Linked DNA regions of Canis lupus: region 2 is linked to region 1. The links are chromatin contacts, called in public Hi-C maps. All regions are on one chromosome and are shown on one strand. Each heading gives the region's core, a stretch centred on a gene start, on an enhancer-like site or on the middle of the called end of the contact. The rest is flanking DNA. Distances are from core to core; before and after follow the strand shown. Region 1 holds the start of CNNM2 (metal transporter CNNM2). Region 2 holds the start of PCGF6 (polycomb group RING finger protein 6).

Region 1 (6,161 bases), core at 2,343-4,842:
ATGACGACTTCAAACAAAGGAGCAACAGGATTTGACTTTAAAAGACTTCTCTGGCTGCTGGGCTGAGAAGGGAAAGGGGCAAGTGTGGAAGAGTTAGGAGCCATGAGGAGGCTATTGCTATCACCTCTACCAGAAATTAACCAGAAACGTCTGACTGGTTTACTAAAAGGGAAGAAAATCTGCTTGCAGAATACAAAAAAGAAAATAGCAATTATATTTTGGATATTTAAGTTGCAAGAAAAAGACCAATTTGGCAGTTACTTTGCTACAGTGCCTCCTCCAGACACAGTAGCTTGGGAGTCCTAGGGAGTTAGGTCTTCAGAACTTTTTTTTCTCCTGAATTTTAAGTTTTCTTTTTAATTTTTTATTAAGTAATTTCTATGCCCAACATGGGCCTTAAACTCACAAGAGCCAGCCAAGTGCCCTCAGGATTTTTTTTTCTCCTGAGCAATCCATGGACCTACTAGGGTTTGGTCAGTGTGATTAAAAAGCCTTGGGCACTTGAGTGGCTCAGTCAGTTGAACATCCAAAGCTTGATTTCAACTCAGGTTGTGATCTTGGAGGCATAGATGGAGCCCAGTATGTGTCTCCACGTTCAGCCCAGAGTCTGCTTGTCCCCCTTCCTCTGCTTCTCCCCTGTGCTCTTTCTCTAACAAATAAATAAAATCTTTTAAAAAGAAGAAGCGGACTTTATGGATCTCTTAGGATGTCTACCCCCTTCCATTTCCCAAACTTGCCTGGTTGTCTATTAGAAATTCGGATTCCTAGGTCCTACCTCTTCAGTAAGTAAGTATGGAATGGGGCCCAGTGATATATACTTTCAGAGAGAATATGAGAGAAGTCTTTTAAAAAAATATTTATTTATTTATTCATGAGAAACACACAGAGAGAGGCAGACACAGGCAGAGGAATAAGGGACTTATTAGTAGGCTCCCATAGGGAGCCTAATATGGGACTTGATCCCAGGACCTCAGGATCACGACCTGAACCAAAGGGAGATGCTCAACCACTGAGCCACCCAGGTGTCCTGAGAAGTCTTCTTTTTAAATTATTTTATTTATTCATCATTCTGTTTTAGAGAGAGTGAGGGTGCCAGTGAGATGGGGGAAGGACAGAGGGAGAGAGAGAGAGAGAGAGGGAGGGAGAGAGAGAGAAAGAGAGAAAGAGAATATCTCAAGTAGGCTCCATGCACAGCTCGGAGCCCAAGTCAGGGCTCCATCTCACGCCCCTGAGACTATGATCTGAGCCGAAACCAAGAGCTGGACGCTTAACTGACTGGGCTACCCAGATGCCCCTTCTTTTCTAATTATTGGGGTAAAATTGCTCTGTAAGTCTCAGGTGTATAATGTTATGTGTATCATGTACAAAATGATCATCACCGTAAATCTAATTACCATCAGCACCATACAATTGAGCACTTTCACCCATTTTGCTCAACCCTAACCTCTTCTGCCTCTGGTAACCATCAGTTTATTTTCTGTATGTATGAGTTTTTGTTTTGTTTGTTCATTTTGTTTAGATTCCATATATAAGTGAAGTCATACTGTATTTTTCTTTGTCCTGTGACTTAGTTCACTTAGTATAATACCCTCAACATCTGTCTATCTTGTCGCATACAGCAAGATTTCCTTCTTTCTTCTTTTATGACAGTTCTGTTCCACTGTATTTCCATACTTGGCTATTGTAAGTAATGCTTTTATGAATGCAAGGATGCTTATATCTTTTCAAATTAGTGTCTTTATATTCTTTGGCTAAGTATCCAGAAGTGGAATAGTTGGGTCACATGGTAATTCGATTTTTAATTTTTTTTTTAAATTTTTTGAGGAATCTTCACACTATTTTCCACAGCGTTTGCACTAAGTTGATTGCCACTAACAGTGTGGAAGGTTCTTTCCTCCACATCCTAACACTTATTTCTTGTCTTTTTGGTAATAGCCATTGTAACAGGTATGAAGTGATATTTCATTGTGGTTTTGATTTGCATTCCTCTGATGATGAGTGATGTTGAACATCTGGGAAAAATGTTTATTCAGACCCTCTGGCCATTTTTATTTATTTTTAAAAACGATTTTATTTATATATTCATGAGAGACACACACAGAGAGAGGCAGAGACAGACAGAGAGAGAAGCAGGTTCCACGCAGGGGAGCCCAACGTGGGACTCGATCCTTGGTTTCCAGGATCACACCCTGGGCTGAAGGCGGCGCTAAACCGCTGAGCTACTGGGGCTGCCCCTTCTGGCCATTTTTAAATTGCTTTTTTTGTTGTTGTTGCTGTGTTGTGCAAGTTCTTTTTATGTTTTGGGTACTAAACCCTTATAAGATATGTGATTTGCAAGTATTTTCTTCCATTGAACAAGTTGTCTTCTTGTTTTGTTGGTTTCCTTCAAGTTTTTAGTTTGTTGTAGTCTCATTTGTTTATTTTCGCTTTTGTTTACCTTGCCTTTGGAGTCAGATCCACAATTTAAAAAAAAATCACTAAAACCAATGTCAGAGAGCTTGCTACCTTTTCTTGTCAGAATTTCATGGTTTCAGATCTTAGATTCAAGTCTTTAATTCATTTTGAGTCAATTTTTATACGTGGTGTAAGATGGCATTTAGTTTCATTCATTTGTATGTAACTGTTCAGTCTTCCCAACACCATTCATTGAAGAGACTGTCCTTTCCTCTTGGCTCCTTTTCCTAAATTAACCATATATGTATGGGTCTACTTCTGGGCTCTCTGTTCCATCGCATTGATCCGTATGCCTTTTTCATGCCAATACCGTATTGTTTTGATGACTATAGCTTTGTGGTATAGTGAGGGGATTCCTGACTTGGAAGGTGGGGAAACTGCTTCACTGTAACCTTCTCACCTCTCCCGCAAAGCTTTTGGGGTTTGCAGACCTGGAAAGCATTGCAGGGTGCCAACGTAACCGGCAGGTGGCGCCACGCGACCGCAAGCTGCGGCGTGAGAGCATCCCGTTGGGAGAAGTGAGAAGCTCCAGAAGAGGCAGGTCGCTAGGTGTGGGGCCACCCAGTCGCCGCTAATCCCGGGCGGAGCGGCGCCGACGGGTAGAGGAGGGTGGCGCAGCAGGTGTCCCGGCCTTTCAGGCAAACGCGCTGCTTGAGCCCTCCCCAGTCGGCTTCCCGGGTTCCTGGGGCAGCCTCCGTCGCAGGAACATTGAGCACTGCGGCAGCCGGCAACGCGGTGCCGCGAAAACCGACCGTCCAGGGCCCCAGGACATTAGCCCAGCACTGCCTACCCAGGCGCGGGGAGCTACTACCGAGGCCCCTCGGGGAGCACCAGGCCCGCAGACGGCCCCCTCTCATTGGTAGCCCGACTGCAGGCCCCGCCCCCTCTCGTACAGCTCTCGTCCGTGAGTGGCTCTCGGGCCCCAGCTGGCCACACCTCCTCCCCTCGCACATACACAAGAGTCACGCGCCTTTCAGTAGGAAACTTGGCGTGCCGAGGGGGACGGTGGCTTTCATCGCCCCACCCACCTGCCTTGCCATTGGCCCGCGGCTCCGCTCGTGACCACGCCCCCATTCCAGCCCCCTGGCTGGGAGGGCGGGCACCCGCGCGTGATTGGCTGGTCCGCCTGCCTCTCGCGGGAGCGGCTGGCGCTTCACCCTCCCTTTTCCCCCTCCCGCGAGTCTCCAGGTTCCTCAGCTGGCAGAGGCCGGGTCAGTGTCAGTCAGGGAGCCGGACCGCCGGACCGTGTGTGCGGACGCTCCGCTGCAGTCTCGCCCAGGGGCCGGTGGCTGCGCTCGCGCCGCCGGGTGGGAAGGATGAAGCCGCAGCTGGAGCAGCCACCCTATGATTGGCTGTGGCGCTTGTGAACCCGAAGTAAAGATGGCGGGCGGGCAGGCAGCCGCCGCACTGCCCACTTGGAAGATGGCGGCGCGCCGCAGCCTCAGCGCCCGCGGCCGGGGGGTCCTGCAGGCGGCGGCGGGGCGGCTGCTGCCGCTGCTACTGCTGAGCTGCTGCTGCGGCGCGGGCGGCTGCGCAGCAGCGGGCGAGAACGAGGAGACGGTGATCATCGGGTTGCGGCTGGAGGACACGAACGACGTGTCTTTCATGGAAGGGGGGGCGCTGCGGGTGAGCGAGCGGACCCGGGTCAAGCTGCGGGTGTACGGGCAGAACATCAACAACGAGACGTGGTCCCGCATCGCCTTCACCGAGCACGAGCGGCGGCCTCACAGCCCGGGCGAGCGCGGGCTGGGGGGCCCCGCGCCGCCCGAGCCGGACAGCGGCCCCCAGCGCTGCGGCATCCGCACCTCCGATATCATCATCTTGCCCCACATCATTCTCAACCGCCGCACATCGGGCATCATTGAGATCGAGATCAAACCGCTGCGCAAGATGGAGAAAAGCAAGTCCTATTACCTGTGCACATCGCTCTCCACGCCCGCCCTGGGCGCCGGCGGCCCGGGGTCCGCGGGCGGCGCCGTCGGGGGCAAGGGCGGCTCGGGAGTGGCCGGGCTCCCGCCGCCCCCGTGGGCCGAGACCACCTGGATTTACCACGACGGCGAGGACACCAAGATGATCGTGGGCGAGGAGAAGAAGTTCCTGCTGCCCTTCTGGCTGCAGGTGATCTTCATTTCGCTGCTCCTGTGCCTGTCGGGCATGTTCAGCGGCCTCAACCTGGGGCTGATGGCCCTGGACCCGATGGAGCTGCGCATCGTGCAGAACTGCGGCACCGAGAAGGAGAAGAATTACGCCAAACGCATCGAGCCGGTGCGCAGGCAGGGCAACTACCTGCTGTGTTCGCTGCTGCTGGGCAACGTGCTGGTCAACACCACGCTCACCATCCTGCTCGACGACATCGCCGGCTCAGGCCTCGTGGCGGTGGTGGTCTCCACCATCGGCATCGTCATCTTCGGGGAAATCGTGCCCCAGGCCATCTGCTCCCGTCACGGCCTGGCTGTCGGGGCCAACACCATCTTCCTCACCAAGTTTTTCATGATGATGACCTTCCCCGCTTCTTACCCGGTGAGCAAGCTGCTGGACTGCGTCCTGGGCCAGGAGATAGGCACTGTCTATAACCGGGAAAAACTGCTGGAGATGCTCCGGGTCACCGACCCCTACAACGACCTCGTTAAGGAGGAGCTGAACATCATCCAAGGAGCGCTGGAGCTCCGCACCAAGACAGTGGAGGACGTGATGACTCCGCTCCGGGACTGCTTCATGATCACGGGCGAAGCCATTCTGGACTTCAACACCATGTCGGAGATCATGGAGAGCGGCTACACCCGTATTCCGGTATTTGAGGGGGAGCGCTCCAACATCGTGGACCTTCTCTTTGTCAAAGACTTGGCCTTCGTGGATCCAGATGACTGTACTCCCCTGAAAACCATCACTAAATTTTATAACCACCCCTTGCACTTTGTTTTCAATGACACCAAGTTGGACGCTATGCTGGAAGAATTTAAGAAAGGTGGGAAATTTTGGTATCTTTCATTGGCTTGCTCTCTCTCTCTCTCCATCCTCCTCCCTACTTGAGCCCTCTACCCTCAGATCAACCCCCCAAGGCGAGTTGACCGGAATTTCTCCTGTCTCTTAATTGCAAAGTTGAAAGGGTGGCATGGATTTGGGGGATGGATTGAACTAGAAGGCGCTTCTAGGTTTTCTAAAAGCACGAGACTAACGTCACTCGCTTTTTCGCATTTCAAAAAGCAGGCTTTCTATTTTCTGTGCATGATACTGCTGGCCCTCTGGTCCTGAGGGGTCTGCTGCATACCATTGCCCCAGTTCTGAGTGGGTAAGGTGCAAGTCGGGGCCAGCTAATGCCATGCTGTGCCATCTGGTTGACATGTACTAATCTCAGGCGTTTGGAAAAACATTGAGATAGTTTCTCTAAACTCAGTACAATCCTCTTCTTCCTCCTTAACCATTCACTGACATTTCAGAGATTGGAAGTGCATTTTCGGTAGCTCTGTTCCTGGTTGTCAGGCCACCTGTGGGGCAGATTGGGCTCTGCCTTTTGAGGATAGAGGATGGGTTAAGCCAATATCACCAAAAAGATTTATGCATTTGGGTGTGACTTGCCTTAGCTAGAAAAGAGGGTTTTGTTTTGTTTTGTTTTTTTTCAAAGTAGAGTTATTAATATATAACTTGGAAAGACTAGAGGTGAGTTAACCTTTTATTAGGCTATCTTGTCTAGCTTTCTTCACTATTTG
Region 2 (6,161 bases), core at 2,011-4,510, 370 kb after region 1:
ATCACTCCACAATGGAAGGTAGACAGACATATGTAGCTGGTTTACCAGGGCCACAGAGAGAGCTCATCATAACACAACAGATATACACACTACTATGTGCCAGGGTTCAGGGCTCATACTTAGCATTGTATATGCACATTCTCATTTAAGCCTTATTATAATCCCATAACAAAAGCATACTGCTACCTTTTTTTTTTTTTTACAGTTAAAACTATAAAGAAACTGAGATTACTGTTTAAGTGAGATTAGGCAATATATAGTAAGTGGAAGAACGAAGATTTAAACACACATTTATCTAACTTCTATACTGTGACATTACCATCATCACAAAAAATATTTGAACAGTTACTATGTTCCAGGCATCGTTTTAAGTGCTTTGCATTACTGAACGCATCCTTATAATAATTTCATGAAGTGCTATCACTATCCCTACTTTATAGATGAGGAAATTGAGACATTGAAGTAATTTGCCAAAGTCACACAGAAAGTAAAGTGGCAGAGGTAGGATCAAACTCAGAAAATCTAGCTCCAGAGCCTATACTCTTTAATTTTTATAAATAATTAAATTGGATTATACTACATCATTACCTTCATAATCTCTCTCTTTGATCATAAAATAACCAGCTATCACCAAAAAGAACCTCAAAGGGAGTAAATTTTATTGAGTTAGTATTCTTTAATCTATAAATACATTATGATATACACCCAAACTTACCAGGTTTAGGTACTTCTAGACCTCTTTCTTTATAGAAATCATGCATTTGCTTTTTTTCTCCTAAAAAATGATAAAACACAGACTAAATTACACTTAAAATGTAACTAGGAGAGTTAGCAGAGATGCTGGGATTCAAAACTATGTAATAAAACAAACTTACTTTCCTCTAGATTGATCACTAATTTGTACACTATGTCTTGTAATTGTCGATCCAACCTAATAAAAGGAAAGGATGGAGAATACCTCAGAATTCAGCAAAATGCATTTTGGTACAGAGTGAGAATGAATGATGCTCTTTGCAACTGTTTTGTCTTGGGAGTGGATAACTCCTTTTTCAGAGGTGAATTACTTTTAGGTAGCACTGGTTCTCACCTGAGATAACCTCAAGTAATTAATTGTATGTAATCATAGATTCTTGAATGGTTTGCTAAACTGTTCCACGTGTACTGGTCTTATTCCCTTGCAGAGACTGTATTTTGAACTTTTGTGCATCATCTGCAAAGCATTCTTCTATAAAGGTAATAAAAGTGTAATAGTATACGCTGAACAAATGAAAGCAATCCACTTTTATTTAGTATGTTTCTGCCCTTGGGAAACGGAGTATGAACTGAAAATTTGAAGGGAAAAAAAAAAAACCACAATGACCTATGACAAACAGGTTTTTCTAAAGAGGCCAGTCGTTTCAGGCATTAGTTTTAAAAAGCAGAGTTCTAAATATCCCCAAAACGACAAGCCTAAACTAGCCTCATTAACTTGACTGATGGAATTAAAATCCTCAAAAAGAGAGGCCTGTGCTTTTTTATTTTTTTGTTCCCAGCAGCTATCACAGTGCCTGGTACACAGTAAGTGTTCTGTATGTATTTTAGAGAATATGTAGTTCCCTTTTTGAAACAGGTCAAGAATTTATTCCCAACTACACAACTAGAAGCTTCCAGAAAAAGTGTATTTAAAAATACAATTTCTGGTTATATATTTCTCTTACCTTATGTTATAAAGAGGTTGTGTCTGATGTACTACTATGTTGCATTTTGGACATCTGTTGCTATAGTAAAAATGTCTTACAATGCAGCTTTTACAAACTGTTGAAAAGAAAATGTTTAAATTAGGATGCTTTAAACCCATTTCAAAAACTGAATGAATGTATTTATTCGAAATATGAACTATATGCTTACACGTATGAAGACATTCCGTAATGGTAGTTGCGTCTATTAAGTAACCTTTGCAAATGGAACACAAGATGTATGGTGTCAGCTCAGAGAGATTAATCAGGCGCTGCAAATGCAATGGAAATAGTTTTAAAAACGCAAGTCCCTGCCTTCTCAAATTCTTAAAGCCATAATCCCCATATTTCATTATGAACAATGTGTCTTGCTTTGCAACACGGAAACATGTTACAGTACCTCCAACCTTTCAAAATCCTGCCGAAAGTTACAATAACACAATATAAACCAGTGTTTCAAAAAAAGATTTCATTCTTTCGGACATATCGTGTATTGCCTGATGAGGGGCGTCTCCCTTCACCAATTACTTACAAAATGGGCAAACTTTCCAGATACTCATGTTTACGCTCAATGTATCGATTCTGAGCGGCTAGGTGTTGCCCAGCTTGGTAAAATATGCGCTCCCACATTAAAAAAACCAACCAACCAACCAACCAACCAACGAAACAAAAAAACCCTTCCCAACAAGAGGCTGAGGAGACGGGGAAGGGTTTTACCACCCTCTCAGCCTCCGTCAGAAATGGACTGGTTTTCCTGTCCGACTGTGAGCTCTCGCAAGGCAGGCGCCCTACACCGCTGGCGCCCACCCGCCTGGCATGACTGAATGATTATTTACAGAGGAACCGAGCGGGACTCGGGGAGCCTCAGTGGTCGGCAGGGAATCGGGCGCGGAGCGGCGGCGCCACATGCCTGGGCAGGTTGAGAGGGAGGGGTGAGGTGGCCGCCGAGCGCCCGGGGCTGCAGGGGCGAGCTGCCGACGCGGCCCGGCGCCGAGAGGGGAGGGCTGCCCGGGCCCCTCAGGCCCCTCAGGCCCCTCAGGCCCCTCAGGCCCCTCAGGCCCCTCAGGCTCCTCAGGCCCCTCAGGCTCCTCAGGCCCCTCAGGCCCCTCAGGCCCCGCTACCAATACCTCCTCCTCGTCCTCGGAGTCCGGCCGACCCCCCTCCAGCCTCAGCGAGAAGTGGCTCATCTCTTCCTCCTCCTCCTCCTCCTCTTCCTCCAGCTCCTCATCTTCTTCCAACTCGTCGTCCTCGTCCTCGAAGCGGCCCCTCAGGCGGCCCAGGCTGCGCTCCGGCTCCAACTCCGGGGGCCGGGAGCCCGAGCAGCCTGGAGCCCCCGCCTCGGGCAAGGGCGGCGGGCCCTCCTCACCCGCTGCGGGTGCCGGGGTGAGAGCAGGCGGGGAGACGGCAGGCGGGGGCGGCATGGCTCCAGCGCCCTCGGCCTTGCCGACGCCCGCGCTGCCGGCGGCCACCGAGACCCTCTCCATGCGGGGGGCAGAGACCCGGGGAGACGAACCCCGGCGGCTGGGTAGCGCGGGAGTTCTGCCTACCTGCCTGGGCTGCCAGTGCGCAGGCGCGGGAGACCTGCAGGGCCCGCTGGGAAATGTGGTTCACCGCCCCTCACCTAGACCTGGGCGGCGTGCGCCGAGCTGCTCTGCACGGAGGGCGGGGCTTGCGGGTCGCGTTTGGAAGAATCTCACCCAAGGCTGACCGTCTCTTTATTTCCTTTTTTTTTTTTTTTTTTTTTTTTAAGTAATCTCTGTACCCAAACTGGGGCTCGAACTTACAAACCTGAGATCAGAGTCTCGGGCTCTACCGGCTTAGCGAACCCGACACCCTTTACTCTCTTTTAAAAATGACAAGATTGGTACCGTTCCAAACAGCAGTATTCTGTCTGCATCAATTGATGCGCAGAACACTGAAATAGGTAATATAATGATGTCGTATTATGAACAATAATTTAAATTTGAGTAGCGATTGTGCATTTCTTTCATCCAAGATTATTTCCCTTAGGAAGTATGACGTCTATTTTGAAATACGTACGTTTATTTATTTGGAGGAATTAAATCTTGTATTGCCACAGGATGGAAATTTAATTGCCATTCGAAGACCATCCACGGGTCCTCATCACATAGAGGAAAGTCCACATAACTGGAAGTCTGCTGTAGCAGAAACAGACCTATTCACAAACGTCCACCCCCAACTCCAATTTTTTTTTAGGAAAGATATTTGGGGTTGGTGTATTTTATTCTTGCTGACGAACAGAGAGCCAGCTAATGTCAAGAAGCTTGCAAGCCACATTCAGAAAGGAGTCAAATGCTACTTTACAAAATAATGCTGAGGGAAAAATCACATTTGAAAGACAATGTGTGTTCGCTGAGTAAAATTAATGCTAATTTGGAGGATGCCTGGGTGGCTCAGCGAACTAAGCGCCTCTGCCTTCCACACAGGTGATAATCCCAGGATCCTGGGATAGGAGGCCTGAATCAGTCTCCCAGCTCAGTGGGGAGCCTGCTTCTGCCTCTCCCCCAGCTCACGCGCTCTCTCTCAAATAAAAAAATCTTTTTTTTTTTTTAAAGATTTATTTATTAAGAGAGAGCGAAAGAGAGGCAGAGACACAGGCAGAGAGAGAAGCAGGCTCCATGCAGGAAGCCCGACGTGGGACTCGATCCCGGGTCTCCAGGATCACACCCCAGGCTGCAGGCGGCGCTAAACCGCTGCGCCACCGGGGCTGCCCTCAAATAAAAAATCTTAAAAAAAAAAAAAAAAAAAAATTAATGCTAGGGATTCCTGGGTGGCTCAGTGGTTGAACATTTGCCTTTGGCTCACGGTGTGATCCCGGAGTTCTGGGATCGATTCCCACATTGGCTCCATACAGGGAGCCTGCTTCTCCCTCTGTCTGTGTCTTTGCCCCTCTCTCTGTCTCTCATAAATAAATAAAATAATCTTAAAAAATAAAAATAAAAATATTAAAGCTAACTTGGGAGTAGTATATATATACTTCTTAGGGAATGGTGAGGAAGTCAAGTCACTATGCTTGTTTGGGGAAGACTGAACCAGATTTGATGTGCCCCGTTGCTCCTGGACTAGGCTCTACCTCTCCCTCCGCAGTCCCCAAAGTCTGGTCAAACCTAAGATACTTAAATTTGCAAGATCCAAAAAGTGAAGAAAGGAAATGTCTCCTCCCACATGGAGGAATAGAGAGCCTCAAGGGAGGGGAATGGGAACTAGACCTAGGATATTCAAAGAGGACACTGAAGAGAGAGATTGAAAGAGACAGACACCTGAGATACTCTCCTTACCGGGCCCTAAAACTGTTAAGACCTTTCACATGATTACATTAGATAAAAGCACAGCTTCTAAGCTCTCAGCATTGTAAGAGCTACTTGATAAAAAAGAATTACTTGTATCATGAGCTTTAATTATTAAATTTTGAAATAGTATGATATGAAAATAATAACGTTTTATTTGATGTATAGTGTGATAGCGTCAAATATTGAGCATCCCTAAATTTTAAAAAATACAATCAAGGATTGCATTTTTTTTTTTTAAGATTTTATTTATTTATTCATGAGAGACACAGAGAGAGAGGCAGGGACATAGGCAGAAGAAGCAGGCTCCCTGGAGGAAGCCTGATGCGGGACTCCATCCTGGAAGTCCAGGATCATGGTCTGAGCCCAAGGCAGATGCCCAACTGCTGAGTCACCCAGGCGTCCCAAGAATTGCATATTTTCAAAGCCGGCAAGCTAAATGAATTATGAACTTGCATTATTATCACTGGGTTGTGTCTGTTTAATTGGTAAACAGAAATATCTTCAGGTTTTGTCAATCCTCTGGTGCAAAAGGTAGTTTTATTTTTTTTTTTTAAACATTTTTTTTTAATTTTTATTTATTTATGATAGTTACACAGAGAGAGAGAGAGAGAGAGGCGCAGAGACACAGGCAGAGGGAGAAGCAGGCTCCATGCACCGGGAGCCCGACGTGGGACTCGATCCCGGGTGTCCAGGATCGCGCCCTGGGCCAAAGGCAGGCGCCAAACCGCTGCGCCACCCAGGGATCCCGCAAAAGGTAGTTTTATGTGTCATCTTGGCTAGGCTATAGTGCACAGTGATTCAAACACTTAACCTAGGTATTGCTGTGAAGGTATTTGTAGATATAATTAACAGCTGCAATCGGTTGACTTTTTTTTTTTAAGATTTTATTTATTTACTCATGAGAGACACAGAGAGAGAGAGAGAGAGAGAGAGAGAGAGGCAGAGACACCGACAGAGGGTGAAGCAGGCTCCATGCAGGGAGCCCGATGTGGGACTCGATCCCAGGTCCCCAAGATCAGGCCCCGGCCTGAAGGTGGCGCTAAACCGCTGAGCCACCCAGGCATCCCTGCCCTACAGATTTCATACCTGCCCAAGCCCCCACAATTGTGTAAAGAAATTCCTTGTAATAAATCTC

Evidence for each region. A called contact is a pair of places that touch in the nucleus more often than the background predicts.
Region 2: a contact with region 1 is called in a Hi-C map of blood, with 4 times the contacts expected there. The contact joins the promoter of PCGF6 here to the promoter of CNNM2 in region 1. A contact is called at or near these places in 3 of 9 Hi-C or Micro-C datasets (amygdala and blood).

Annotation. Positions count from the first base shown.
Region 1 is chr28:15,553,342-15,559,502 of UU_Cfam_GSD_1.0, forward strand. CNNM2 (metal transporter CNNM2) reads left to right here and starts at 3,593. Exons shown (of 7, transcript XM_038578664.1): 1 at 3,593-5,419. The coding sequence starts at 3,799.
Region 2 is chr28:15,921,584-15,927,744 of UU_Cfam_GSD_1.0, forward strand. PCGF6 (polycomb group RING finger protein 6) reads right to left here and starts at 3,261. Exons shown (of 10, transcript XM_038578684.1): 1 at 2,843-3,261; 2 at 1,888-1,987; 3 at 1,698-1,794; 4 at 876-931; 5 at 716-775. The coding sequence starts at 3,199. LOC111093007 (a long non-coding RNA gene) reads right to left here. Exons shown (of 3, transcript XR_005380532.1): 3 at 5,314-5,458.